3 separate regions of the Mus musculus genome follow, and all the other regions are linked to region 2. The links are chromatin contacts, called in public HiChIP or PLAC-seq and promoter capture Hi-C maps. All regions are on one chromosome and are shown on one strand. The core of a region is the stretch at or near the end of the contact, and the rest is flanking DNA. Distances in the headings are between cores, read along the strand shown. Region 1 holds the start of Coq10a (coenzyme Q10A). Region 2 holds the start of Shmt2 (serine hydroxymethyltransferase 2 (mitochondrial)). Region 3 overlaps Rbms2 (RNA binding motif, single stranded interacting protein 2).

Region 1 (4,303 bases), core at 1,798-4,297, 850 kb after region 2:
CCTGTCTCAAAAAAACAAAAAAAGTCTTATATAGCCCAGGCTGACTTTAAACTGTGGAGCCCAAGTTGGCTTCAAATTCCTGATCCTCCTCGCTCAACATCATGAGTGCTAGGAACATACCTCTACAGCTTCCTAGAAACTACCTGTGCCTCCAATCTTGCCTATACCACAGTGGAGCTGGTAATACTTGGTTCATGTGCTCACGAGGCCCGAATGAGACAATCTGGGTAAAATGCCTATGTGCATGGACTGGAGATGGAGCTTAGCATCAATGGTAGATCTTACTTGGCATATGGGAAGCCTTAGGCTCAGTCCCCAGCACCACATACATGTGTGGTGCTAGAGCAATGGCTGTTCTTGCAGAGGACCCAGGTTTGATCCCCAGCACCCACATTGGGGAGCTCAGGAATGCCCTGCTGTCTTTTTAAATATGTGACTCCAAGCATGGTATCCACAAGCCTTTAATCCCAGTACTAGAGAGGCAGATGGATTTCTAAATTCAAGAACAGCCAGGGCTACACAAAGAAACCCTGTCTTGATAAACACCAAAACCAATCATTGTTATTTACTATATAGGTGGCAATCATAGGAAAGATAGCTAAACAGTGAGTTCCAAGACAGCCAAGGCTACATAGAAAAATCCCAACTTGAGTATTTTACATCTATTTGTGTATGGGAGCATGTATGCCAGTTTGTACTAGAAGTCAGAAACCAACCTCCAGCAATTGGCTCTCCCCTTCCACCGTGCAGATCCAGAGGGGTGAAACTCAAGTCATGAACCTTGGCCGTAAGTATCCTCACCTCAAATGCCATTTCACCACCACCATCTTTTTAGATAAATTTAACTTTATAGCCTGCAGTGCAGGTTAGTGGGCTGAAACTGATAAGGATCCTCCTGCCTAGGGCTGCTAAAGTTGTAAGCTTCTACCACCACCAAATTTTAAAAAAATGAATGTGTATGTTTTGGGGAGGGGATGTACACATGAGTGCAGGTGCCCACAGAATCCAGAACAGGACACAAGATCCTCTGGAGCTGAAGTCACAGGCTGCCTAGTGTAGGTGCTAGGAACTAAACTCAGCAGTGCAGGCTCCTAGACATTAACCCATTTCTCCAACCTCCCGCCCCAATATTTTTAGTTAAAAAAATTTTTTTTTCATTATTTTATGTGCACGAGTGTTTTGCCTCCATGTTTATCTGTGTATCAAACATGCTCCCGCTTGAGGTTGCAGTATGCCTCCAGGTGGGGCTGGGAAACAAACTCGACCCTTTGCAGCAACGAGTGTTCATCACTGAGCCAACTCTCCAGTCCCTTATAGTTTAAATTTTTTAAAGCATTTTTGCTATAGCTGGACATGGTGGTGCACGCCTTTAATCTCAGCACTTGGGAGACCGGCCAGCCAAGTCTAAATAATGATACCGATTATCAAAATAAAACAAAAGCCTGACATCCTGGTAGCCAGTAAAGTCCATTTAGTCCCAGTGCTTAGGAGGCAGAAGCAGGCAGATCTCTGAGTTTTAGCCCAGCCTAGACTACATAGTTCCAAGGTAGATACCCAGAGGTATGTCTTGAGACCTTGGCTCAAACAACAATAACAAAAAGCTGTGACTTAATTAAGTCCTGTAATAAGTGGTTTCTTAGCATGTTCAATCCCCAGCACTGCAGAAAAACAGCAGCATGGTGGCACATGTCTATAATCTCAGCTCTAGGGAGGTAGGTGGAGGCAAGATATAAGTTCAAAGTCTTCTTGACTGTATATCAAGTTCAAGGCCAACCCTAGGCTATGTGAGAGCCTGTCTCAAAATGTGTGTGTGTGAGATACCTATGATGCAGCTCTGGCTATGTAGTCCGTGGAAGCTTCAAGCTTAGATTACAGGCTGTACTACCTAGTCGGTTACCTTTCTATGATGTAACACAATTCTAGACTAATACACGTGCAGAACAACTAAGGTGGGAAATTTAGGTTGAAAGGCTGGCAGCGAAAACGTTGCTGGGGAGACAAGTGGCCCAATATGAATCTTACCCACTACTGGTACATGGTTATTTATTTGAAGGGGAAAAAAAGGAATGCTCACCCCATGATCCTACGCTCCGAGTAAGCCTTTCGCTTGTTGGTAAAGGGGGCAGCAAAGCCCATGAAGGAACGACTATGAGGTAGGCCAGCCTCCGCTGCCAAGGCCTGGGCAGCGCGAGGCAAGAAGAGATTACAGGAAATCAGAAACCTAGCGCCAAAAAGAAAGGAGAGGCAGCGTCACGATTCTTTTTTTGTATTCAACCACTTCAGGTGAAGGGGAAGAGGGATGCATCACAGAGGAAGGTCGTTGGTTCGGGCAAGCTTTTCTGCCCCTAGCACCTGCTGCAGCTAGCTGGGCTGGCTGGCCAGGCAGTCACGAGTGCGAAAGGTCGAGGGCGGCTGAGGACAGGGCCAGGGGTGGGGATGGGAAAAAGAAGGGCACGTCCTAAGTGCCAGCTGCCTTTGAGGCAACACTACTGCTGCAAGCAAACTGAAGCATCTCTGACGCCAGGGTCAGGCCAGGCACATCAAAGCCAGAACGCCGGCGAAGGCCAAGAAGTGGCTGGCACGCACCCGCCCCGAGCATCTAGCTTGTACGCGTATCTCCAGAACTCCATTCGAACTCCCAGGGCACCACCAATGCCAGCCCTTCTCCGGCCTGCCGTCTAAGGGCTGCCACCCTCCACCGCTGAACTTCGGGGTGCCGGGCGACCCCCTCCGGTCCTGCGCGGACGTCTGTGCCTGCCTCTCACCTCATTGGACGCGGCGGCCGCGGAGGGCCCGGGGGCGGGGTCGGGACGGAGCGCGCGCCCCGGCAGAGCGAGAAGCCGCAGCAGCTCCGGGCGGCCGCGCGCGTCGGGGCCGGGAGCCTCCGCGCGCCCGCAGAGGCCATGCGCGCGCCCCTGCCTGGCACTCCCGGCGGCGGCGAGCTGTAGGGGAGGCCGGGCAGGAAGGGCGGCGCGAGCTCCGGCTGCCTTCGCCCTGCTCCGGCCCGCGCGCCGGATAGGCTGTCACTGAAGCGGTGACCGCAGCTCTGGGTCCCCTCACGTCACGCCGTTGCCAGGGATCGGGAGGAGGGAGCGCGAGGAAGGAAGGGACAACGCTGCCTGTCGGGAGATGTAGTTTCTTTGACACCTCTGGCGTGAAAGAAAGGGCGCTGGGTGCGTGTCGGAGGAGCTGCAGAGATGGCTCGGGGGAGCGAGATCGCCTGGCACAAACTACTTGGCGAGTCTGTGGTCACAGGACCTGATACGTAGACGCAGAGGCGACGTCGTGGGCGTGTCAACGGCAGATGGCTGTCGATGTCCAGAGGAACGTTTCTCAGAGCCCTTTAGAAGGAGAGGCTCTTTTCATCCTACTGGCCTTTGCAGTGCCTGCTGCCGGTTTATGTCTTTGGAAAAGGATATTAACTTTGCAAGTTCTGGGCTGACTTGTATAATCTCTCCTAGATCTACACGCCCTTCCCCCTTCCTCCCCTTCTCGTTATTCGAGACAAGACAATTCAGGCCTTGAATTTGCAGTGCTCCTTCATGAACGTCCCTAGGAGCAGAATTTCCTCCCTAATATTTATGGAAAGAAGTCTGAGGCAGAAGCAGGAGGGTTGCCACGAGTTCCAGGCCAGCCTGGGCTACCTACCCAGTTTTAGAGTAGCCAGCTCTAAACAAGAAGCAAGCCCTACTGTCAGACCAAACCAAACATAAGACATGGTTTGTTTGTTCTTTGAGACGCCCTCGCTATATAAGCTTGGTTGCCCTGGAACTCTTGGATATCGTCCTGACTCTTAGCTGCTGAGATTACAGACATGCATGCTCTCCAGGAGGGCTTTGGGGTGTCATGATCTTGCTCTGTAACCTGCACTGACCTTGAACTCATATGCACCTTCTTGCTGCCACTTCCCAGTTGCTGGAATTACAGGTGTGAGCTACTACTAGCCAAAATTTACTTTTAGAAAAAAGCACCATCACTGTCGGGGAAAAATGTGTACTCAATGGAGGACGAGACATCACAGGCAGAAAGCCCAAAGGTGAATACTACGTCCCAGGATTCAAGGAAAAAACAAGCGCTCTTGGGAAAAGTATGACCAAAGGAAAAAGAGAGAAGAGAAATAAACTACAAATTAGAAAGAGATTAGCCTAGACGGGTGCAAGAGCAAGCAAAATTCTCCCGACTGTCACAGAGCAAGCTCTGCTTTCCCTACGCTGGGTTAAAGCTCCCCACATTGATTCGAGCTTTGCCTGACAAAGGAAATGTGCTGGCAGGAAGAAGACAGGCAATCAAAGCTACATTGTGA
Region 2 (4,198 bases), core at 1,475-3,974:
AAGGGAGATCTCAGAGTGATGTAGCCTGACTTAACCAGCCACCCAGCAGACCTGTCCCAGAACACTGGTTCTAGCTCGCCTCACCGCCCCCCCCCCCCCCCCCGCGTTCCCCTCTGGCCACCCCATGCTAGGTGCTCAGTGTAACATGGGACAGTGTGGCCCATCTTCACCGGACCTGACAGGTACTCATTCACTCACTAACTCCTGTCTTCGCTGCCGGCAAACCCATCGTTCCGCCCACTCATACTCACTGGCCCCCATCGGGCAGGTCCAACCCCATGATTCGATCATGAGGCTGCAGAAGGGCCGTATAGGCAGCCAGATTGGCTGGGGACCCTGAGTATGGCTGCACATTGACTCCCCACTGTGCCGGATCCAGGTCAAAGGCTTCCAAGGCCCGGCGCTGGCAGAGCAGCTCGATCTCGTCCACCACTTCCGCTCCTCCGTAGTATCTGCCGTGGAAGACGGACCGTACGTAAGGGCGCAGAGAGAGCACCCTTGACCAGCAGCAAAGGACTGGGCAGCCGCTGTTCAGTAAAACTAACGGGGCTCAGGGAGGTTCCGCCACTGGGGTTGCCATCCCTGCTGCTGCCCTCCAGCCCTCTGGTCTAGCCTCACCTCTTGCCAGGGTAACCCTCCGAGTACTTGTTGTTGAGACAGGACCCCAGGGCCTCCAGCGCAGCTCGGCTGCAGAAGTTCTGGGGTGGTGGGGGGGCAGTGTCAGAAGGCAATGGGGTCTCCCTTCCCCTGGATTCCCACGGCCCCGCCCCTGCCAGAGCCCACAGGCTGCAGGGGTGAGACGGGATACGCCAAAGGCTCTGTGTTCCTCGCCAGACATGGGGCGGGACCAGAAGCAACATTCTCAGAAACTCGGCTGCCATGACGGGTGGCCCCAGTAGGGCCGCCTGTCCACTCAACCCGTGCTTCCAGGTTCCTCTTTCTTCTGACGAGAGAAGGAGGTTAAGGAAGAGATGAGGACGCTACATGGCTCTAGAAGCTTCCCAATGCTCAAGCCCCATAAACTGGTCCTGCCTTATGCTTCAGAGGACAGTATAGAGAAGAGGGAAAAGGCCCAGGAAAAAGCTCTTTTGAATCTGACAGGGAGGCGTGGAGAAGTCACTACCGTGACCGCAGGTGACGTGGTGTTCCCTGCGCGCACCGTAGCTCGCGCTCTTTGACCCATATCCTCACGTCCTACCTCTGAGGCGATGAGCTCCAGGCCGCGACACTGTCTGTCCTTCTCCCTCTGCAGAAGCTCCCACATCTCAGGGTCACTGTCTGATAAACTCTCCTGGCCCGTCCAACCTCCAGCTGCTTCCCCAGCCTGCGTCTGGGCCACCTTGCTGTGCTGGGCCCGGGCAGCCATGCAGACCAGCTGACCACATCTCTGCAGAGGCTCAGGGCAGAAAGGCCAGGGTTAATTAAAAATTGTCCAGATCTCTTCTCCCAGCTGCCCTCAGTCATGGGTACAGATCGAGCCCTCTGGCTAAGTACGCAGCCTGGTCCGGCCAGCAGTCAGTGCTCTCTACCCCCACTTTCATCTTGAATAGCAAGTTCTAGAGTCAAAGGTTCAGATCATTATCCAAAGGGCAGTTTTGGTCAACTCTAACACAACGCATCCCTAATCACCCTGAGTGACTCTGCAAAGTCACAGAGCAAAGCTTGTGCCCCAGAAGCCCATGTCCCTCCAATTCAGGTGAGAGACACTGCGATTCCAGAGTCTCCCCACACACAGGAACAAAATGACCATCCTAAGGTCCTGGCTGCTCTTGTGGGGGACAGCGGTTCATCTTCCAGCACCCACAAAACAGCTAACAACCATCTGTAACTCCAGTTCCAAGAGATCTGATGCCCTCCTCTGACCTCTGTGGGTACCCAGGCATGCACGCAGTGCACACACAGTGCAGTTAAAATATTCATAAACATAAGAGGTGGACTTCCTGCAGGGCCTCCGGACATGAATACCTCCATGAGAGAAGATACCAAGCTAACAGGGCTTAACACCAGAGGCTTTTAAAGGGTGGTTTCCAGAGCAACCTTTAAAAAGTAGGAGGATAGACTTTTAAGCAGTTCTTGGAAAGAGTTGTGTACTGGCGGGAGTTGGGGTAGGCTGAAGGTGTTTGCCCAAAATCTTAATTTTATCTCACACTCACAGACACACACACACAGCACCTCGCTACCTCCTTCCTGCCCACACAGCAGCAGGACCCTTGCGTGATGAAAGTACTGAGGCTCGGTTGCATCATCTCCATAGCTCAGAGCTGGCGGGAAAAATTCAACTAGCGCATCGAAGCCGGGAACCCCACTTGTTTGCTAGGATATTGTTAACACAGCGTCTGCGGACCTTTACCTTAAGAGTCGTGTCAACTGGGTGACTACAAGACCCTACCTAGGTCGTCTGATCGCCAGAACTAGGGGCCCAGCCACCGCACATGTGCTGTCTCAGGGATTTCCTGGTTAAGCATCTGTTCCCCGAGGCCCCAGAACACGTGCAGCAAGGAGCCAGGAGAACCCCACTTTGGGTGGGCCTTTCCACTGATCATCCAGTAAACAGAACCCTGTTCTTACCCGAGTGGTCCGAAGCAAAGAGAAGGATACCATCGCTACAGGAGGCACAGGAGGACTAGCCACTAACTCTGTATCGGTGTAGTACCGGGGTCGAAAACCAGCTGCTCTTAGAACGCGTGCGCGAGAAAATTGCCCCCGTGAAGTTCGAGTGAAAGAGGCGTTCCCTGCGCATGCGCAGTACTGGGTTTTTTTAAAAAATTGCCTTCTGGGAATTGTAGTTTTTTACTTTGCTCTTTCCCATCTATACAAGTCCCGGTATGGAGAGCTTTGCCTGAAAAGTTCTTAGACTTAAAGCTCCTCCATGTCCTTTCTTGAAGCTCTTCAGAGTTTCTGTTTTGTTTTTCCTTCCGGTTTTCCAGGCAAGCGCTTTTTGGTTTGTTTGTTTGTTTGTTTATTTTCGTGTGGTTTATGCCTACCAAGCATATCTAGCATATGGTTCTCAGGGAGATTTAAAACATATTTAGAAGATAAATACACACAGTGAAAGCAGATATAGTTTGAAAGGGTAAAAGACTCAAATCCTTGCTTTAGGATTACAACACAAAGTCCTCCGTTTCTTCCAATGTTAAACCATGACATTGTCATTCCAGTACTAGGGAAGTGGAGACAGAGAGATTGAAAGGTCAAGGCTAGTAGCCTCAGCTACATGTGAAGTTAGAGGACAGTGGACCTCAGATGAGCCTGTCACACTTTGCCCACTCCAACACAAAGAGCTTGTAGAAGGGATTAAATGAAACTTCGCATTCGGACGCTGGCTCCGGTGGGTTGTCCTCTTCCCCTGACTCACAGCCTGCCTCCTCTGTGTCTATCCAGCTGTCAGGTGAGAGCAGAGTAGCCATCCCTCCTCTTCTCACACGGTTTGCATTCGTTTCTTATTTACATCTCCCTTACTCCCCAGCAGTCGCCCACTTCTTTTTTTGTTTTTGTTTTTTTTGGGGGGGGGGTTGTTTTGTTTTGTGTTTTGTTTTTTTGTTTTTGTTTTTGTTTTTTGTTTTTGTTTTTTGAGACAGGGTTTCTCTGTGTAGCCCTGGCTATCCTGGAACTCACTCTGTAGACTAGGCTGGCCTCGGACTCAGAAATCTGCTGGCCTCTGCCTCCTGAGTGCTGGGATTAAAGGCGTGCGCCACCACCGCTTGAGGACATCTTCTTAAGGCCTCTGCTCAGAGACACACAACCAAACCTCTTGGGGATTCCAGGAAGCAGTGGTTTTGAGAACCATTGGCCTCTGATAGCCATTTTATACCTTTACTCATTCAGTAGACATTTAGCCATGCCTTAGCCCTGGAGACACAAGGGGCTCACTAATAGTGACCCAGACAACACGAAACACTTCACTTTGTTCTCTTATACCCAGATAAGAGGGAGGGAGGGAGGGAGGGAGGGAGGGAGGGAGGGAGGGAGGGGGGGAAGGGGGGAAGGGAGGGGGGAGGGATGGATGGAGGGAAGGAGGGAGACAGAGACAGAGACATAGCCCTGTGAGTCAGGTTTTGGTGGTGGTTTTTGGGTTCAGTTTTTTTGGGGGGAGGTGGGGTGGAGTTGTTTTTTGGTTTTTGGAGACAGGGTTCCACTGTATATCACTAGCTGTCTTGGAACTCTCTGTGTAGACCAGGCTGGCTCAAACTCACAGAGC
Region 3 (3,907 bases), core at 1,165-3,664, 630 kb after region 2:
CTTCCGGCCTATATTCATGGAAGATCTCCCTGCTTCCTTTTATCGACCCCGGCACACCTGGATGTGTACTTCAGTAATCTCAAGGGCTGGTGTGGTTTTCATTGGAAATGTCCCCATATGTCCCGAGGCTGAGGACTGGTCCCCAGCTGCTGACATTGTTGTAAGGGGTACAGCCTCATTGGAGTGAATGGGTCACAGGGATTTTACAGCCTGGACCTCCCTGGCTGCCCTTTACTTTGTTGACATCAGTGTGACCATCTCTTGCCACAGATCCTACCCACCATGATGATCTGTATGTTCCCCTCAAAGTGTGGCTAACACAAAGTCTTCTTCACTGAAATTGCTGTTTGTCAGGGATATTGTCCTCACAAAGGGAAAAGTCACTATAGTGATCCTCGATAAGGTCAGCTGTCACAGTGTCCTTAATATAACCCTAACCCCACAAAGGCACCACCTGAAAGTGACTGCAGCTCTTACAATACCAACACATTTGTCCATTTTAAGACACTTTTGGGGAAAGAAGCTTGGCCCACACATAAAGCCTGTGTCTGAAGGCTGAGAGCTCTGTTGGGATTCCTTGAGGATCAGAAATAACCTTTTCTTTTTCCTTCAGTTTTTCAAGACAGGGTTTCTCTCTGTAGCACTAGCTGTCCTGATTCTCTCTGTAGCACTAGCTGTCCTGAAACTCACTCTGTAGGCCAGGCTATCCTCAAACTCCCAGAGATCCACCTGCCTCTGCTGGGATTAAAGGTATACACAACCACCACCCACCTAGCAAAAATAATTTTTTTTTTTTTGAGACTGGGTTTCTCCGTGTAGCCCTGACTATCCTGGAACTCACTCTGTAGAGCAGGCCGGCCTCAAACTCAGAAATCCGCCTGCCTCTGCCTCCCAAGTGCTGGGATTAAAGGCGTGCGCCACCACGCCCGGCTCGCAAAAATAATTCTTGATTCTACTTTTCTTTTAGACAAACACCATTCATCCTATTAAAAATAATAAAAATAAACCCAAAAAGATGACTCAGCAGCTAAGTACACTAGGACCTGGTTTTGATTCTCAGTACCCGCATGGTGGCTCATAACTGTCTTGTGGGCACTATGCATGCATGCACACAGTGCACAGACATACATGCAGGCAAAATATTCACACTCATAAATAATACAATTAAAGATGACCATCTTAAAAATAATAAGGGGCTGGAGAGATGGCTCAGTGGTTAAGAGTACTGACTGCTCTTCTGGAGGTCCTGAGTTCAATTCCCAGCAACCACATGGTGGCTCAAACCATCTGTAATGAGATCCAATGCCCTCTTCTGGTGTGAAGACAGTTACAGTGTACTCATATACATAAATAAATCTTTAAATCATCATCACGACAATGCTTCCTCTGACCCCTACACCCAAGGCTCTACTGGTCCCTTGATGAGGCCAGCCTGATCCAAATGTCTTCGGCTCAAATCCTAACTCTGCTACTTTCTAGTACAACTGATCTCAGACAAGTCCCGTGGCTTCCTATGTTCTGGCCTCATCACGGCAACCTTATCCCAACATTTCAGTGCCAACAAGTATCTCCTCGTGCTCTTTGACCTGGTTTTTCCATCTTGTCTCCTTTAGGAATGAGTTAAATTAGTCTGTGACAAGTTTTCACTTTGTATTTGATGAGATTTGTGTTTTCCAGCTTTTTGGAAAACCCTGTTGGCAGCAGAGGCCTGGACAGCTGGCAGAGCTCTAGTCATGAAGCAGTACAGATCTTGGGTCAGAAGTATCCTACAAGGAAAAAGTATCCCAGAAGTGTGAAAATGTCAGAGACAGAACAGCAGCCCTGAACAAAGTCAGAAATTCAAGGGCTGAAGAGAAACAGTTGGCAGAAACTAAATTTGAGATTAATATTCCAGAAAGCATTAAAAAAAAATCTATCCTCTTATTCCTAAAGAACATGGATGCCTGATTAGTTTGTTTTTGCCCCTGGCTGCCTCTCTCCCTTCAGCTTTTTCAGTGCAGCTTCGGAACCCAGAGGATTAGACAAAATAAGCTGGAGAATGCCCTGGAGGCTGAGAGAAAAAAAAAAGAAAGAAAGAAAAGAAAAAGGAGGCGGGGACTGGTGGTCCTTGGGTCTTTTGAGGCAAAGAGTCATAAGGAATGACTGTCGGCCAGAGGACACTCGAGCTGCTATCCCCATCAAGGCCCCAGGGTGGAGCCTGCTGCAGCCCAGCAGCCTGAGACTTTGAGCTAGAGTTTCCACTGCAGCTGGCAACAGCTGGGTCAGTGCTGCTTCCTCCTCCACAGGAGCCCCTTCCAGAGAACCAGAAGTTCTAGTCCCAGGCCACACCTCCCCTTCCGGCCCACCAGAGTTTGGGATCCAGCAACCCAGGAAGAGATCCCGGGGACACTGGCAGGAAGTCCTTCTGAGCAGGAGAGCCCGCCCTTCTCAGATAGGCTGGGCCCCTCCCTCTCCTCTATCAGGCTCCACCCAACCCATGCCTTCTCCCTGCACTTACTCCAACATTTTTGTTTGACTGGTTTGTTTCTTCCTTTATTTTATTTTATTATTTTATTTTATTTCTGAGATTAGGTTTCTCTGTGTAGTCCCGTAGCTCCATCTGCAGACCAGGCTGGCCTAGAACTCAGAGATCCACCTGTCTTCTCTGCTTCCCAAGTGCTGGGATTAAAGTTGGGCGCCACTATAGCCCTGCTTCTTTGATTGATTTTGACACAGGCATGCACGCACACCAAGGGGTAAGTTTCTGTCATACAGTTTGCATTCATAATAGCCATAGACTGGCAACAATACAAATACTTTCAACAACAGAATGGACGACTCAATAAACAAACAAGAACAGATGGAGAGATAGCTCAGCAGTGAAGAGCACTCCCTGGCTACTCTTCCAGAGGACCTGGGTTCAATTCCCAGCATCCACATTAAGTGGCTCACACCTGCTTATAACTCCAGTTCCAGAGCATCTGATGCCCTCCGGCTGCAGATACATATGGTGCACATAAACTCACACAAGCACATAAACATGCATACAAATAAAGATGGATTAGAAATTAAAATGAATGAATAAAATAAAAAGCTGCTATAGCCAGGTAGGGTGGGAAATGCCTTTACCCCCAGAGGTAGACACAGAAGGACAAGGAGTTCAAGTCCAACCTGGACTGCATGATACCCTGCTTTAAAAAAATACATTCACCCCATGGAGATGAAGGGGATATTTCTGTCAAACTATGTCAGGGTCAGTGGTAATTATCAGTTTGACAGAATCTGAGGTACCTGGGAGACAGGCACCTAGCATGCCTGTGAGGGCCTTAACCACTGTGGCACTGAGGTCCTGGGCTGGAATCCAGGACTAGGAAATGCAGAAAGGGAGTTGAGCCACAGCAGCAAGCAGCCGTTTCCCTTTCATGGATGTGACATGACCAGCTTCCTCAAGCTCCTTCACCTGGACTTCCCAGGAGAAGATCAAGCTCTGAGCGCAAAGAAACCCTTTCTCCCTTACATTGATCTTATCTGAAACCAGGCTAGGATCCATGAGATGCTGACTCAAAACAACAAAACTCAAAAGAGCGGCACGTGAGCGCCCTGGAATGTGCCTGTGACTGTGGGGTAGAAGTGTAATACTATTGCAATTCTCCCTAAGAGCATGTGGCAAGAAGCCAGCGCCTGGGAATCCGTGCTATCCCTGGAAGCCTCTGTATTGGGGCTGCAACTCACGGCTGACAGAGCTTGACAAGGTCCTGGTCAGTGGTGCCTGGCTGCAGTCCTCGGATATACAGGTTGGTTTTGCTCAGCTGGTCGTTCCCACCACTCCCGCCGCCGCCTCCGCCGCTGCTGTTGGGGGTGCTATTCCTTGGACTTGGAGGTGCCATTTGCTGAGCCACATATAGCTGCAGGGAGACACGAAGATCAG

Evidence for each region. HiChIP or PLAC-seq counts read pairs in DNA pulled down with a chosen protein or histone mark. Capture Hi-C pulls out chosen DNA fragments and counts their contacts.
Region 1: a promoter capture Hi-C map of adipose tissue shows a contact between it and region 2, with 5 times the contacts expected there. The contact joins the promoter of Coq10a here to the promoter of Shmt2 in region 2. A contact is called at or near these places in 11 of 39 promoter capture datasets (the C10 cell line, the SN4741 cell line, cranial neural crest and 6 more) and 1 of 9 other capture datasets (adipose tissue).
Region 3: a contact with region 2 is called in an H3K4me3 HiChIP or PLAC-seq map of bone marrow-derived macrophages, with 5 times the contacts expected there. The contact joins the enhancer-like site here to the promoter of Shmt2 in region 2. A contact is called at or near these places in 1 of 39 promoter capture datasets (liver), 2 of 115 datasets of contacts at active chromatin or transcription factors (bone marrow-derived macrophages and embryonic forebrain) and 1 of 9 other capture datasets (macrophages).

What each region holds. Positions count from the first base shown.
Region 1 is chr10:128,365,933-128,370,235 of GRCm38.p6, forward strand. Coq10a (coenzyme Q10A) reads right to left here and starts at 3,048. Exons shown (of 5, transcript NM_001374700.1): 1 at 2,766-3,048; 2 at 2,075-2,221. The coding sequence starts at 2,905.
Region 2 is chr10:127,519,720-127,523,917 of GRCm38.p6, forward strand. It overlaps Shmt2 (serine hydroxymethyltransferase 2 (mitochondrial)), which reads right to left and starts at 2,725. Exons shown (of 12, transcript NM_028230.4): 1 at 2,569-2,725; 2 at 1,199-1,396; 3 at 619-698; 4 at 252-452. The coding sequence starts at 2,601.
Region 3 is chr10:128,147,472-128,151,378 of GRCm38.p6, forward strand. Rbms2 (RNA binding motif, single stranded interacting protein 2) reads right to left here. Exons shown (of 13, transcript NM_019711.2): 2 at 3,712-3,884. Among named protein-coding and RNA genes, the nearest start is that of Gm51821, 24 kb to the left of the region's middle. Within about 2 kb of position 2,415, at least 263 of the 459 cell types and tissues checked have an H3K27ac peak or open chromatin away from gene starts, as enhancers often do. A contact at or near this core is called in bone marrow-derived macrophages and liver, where this site is marked.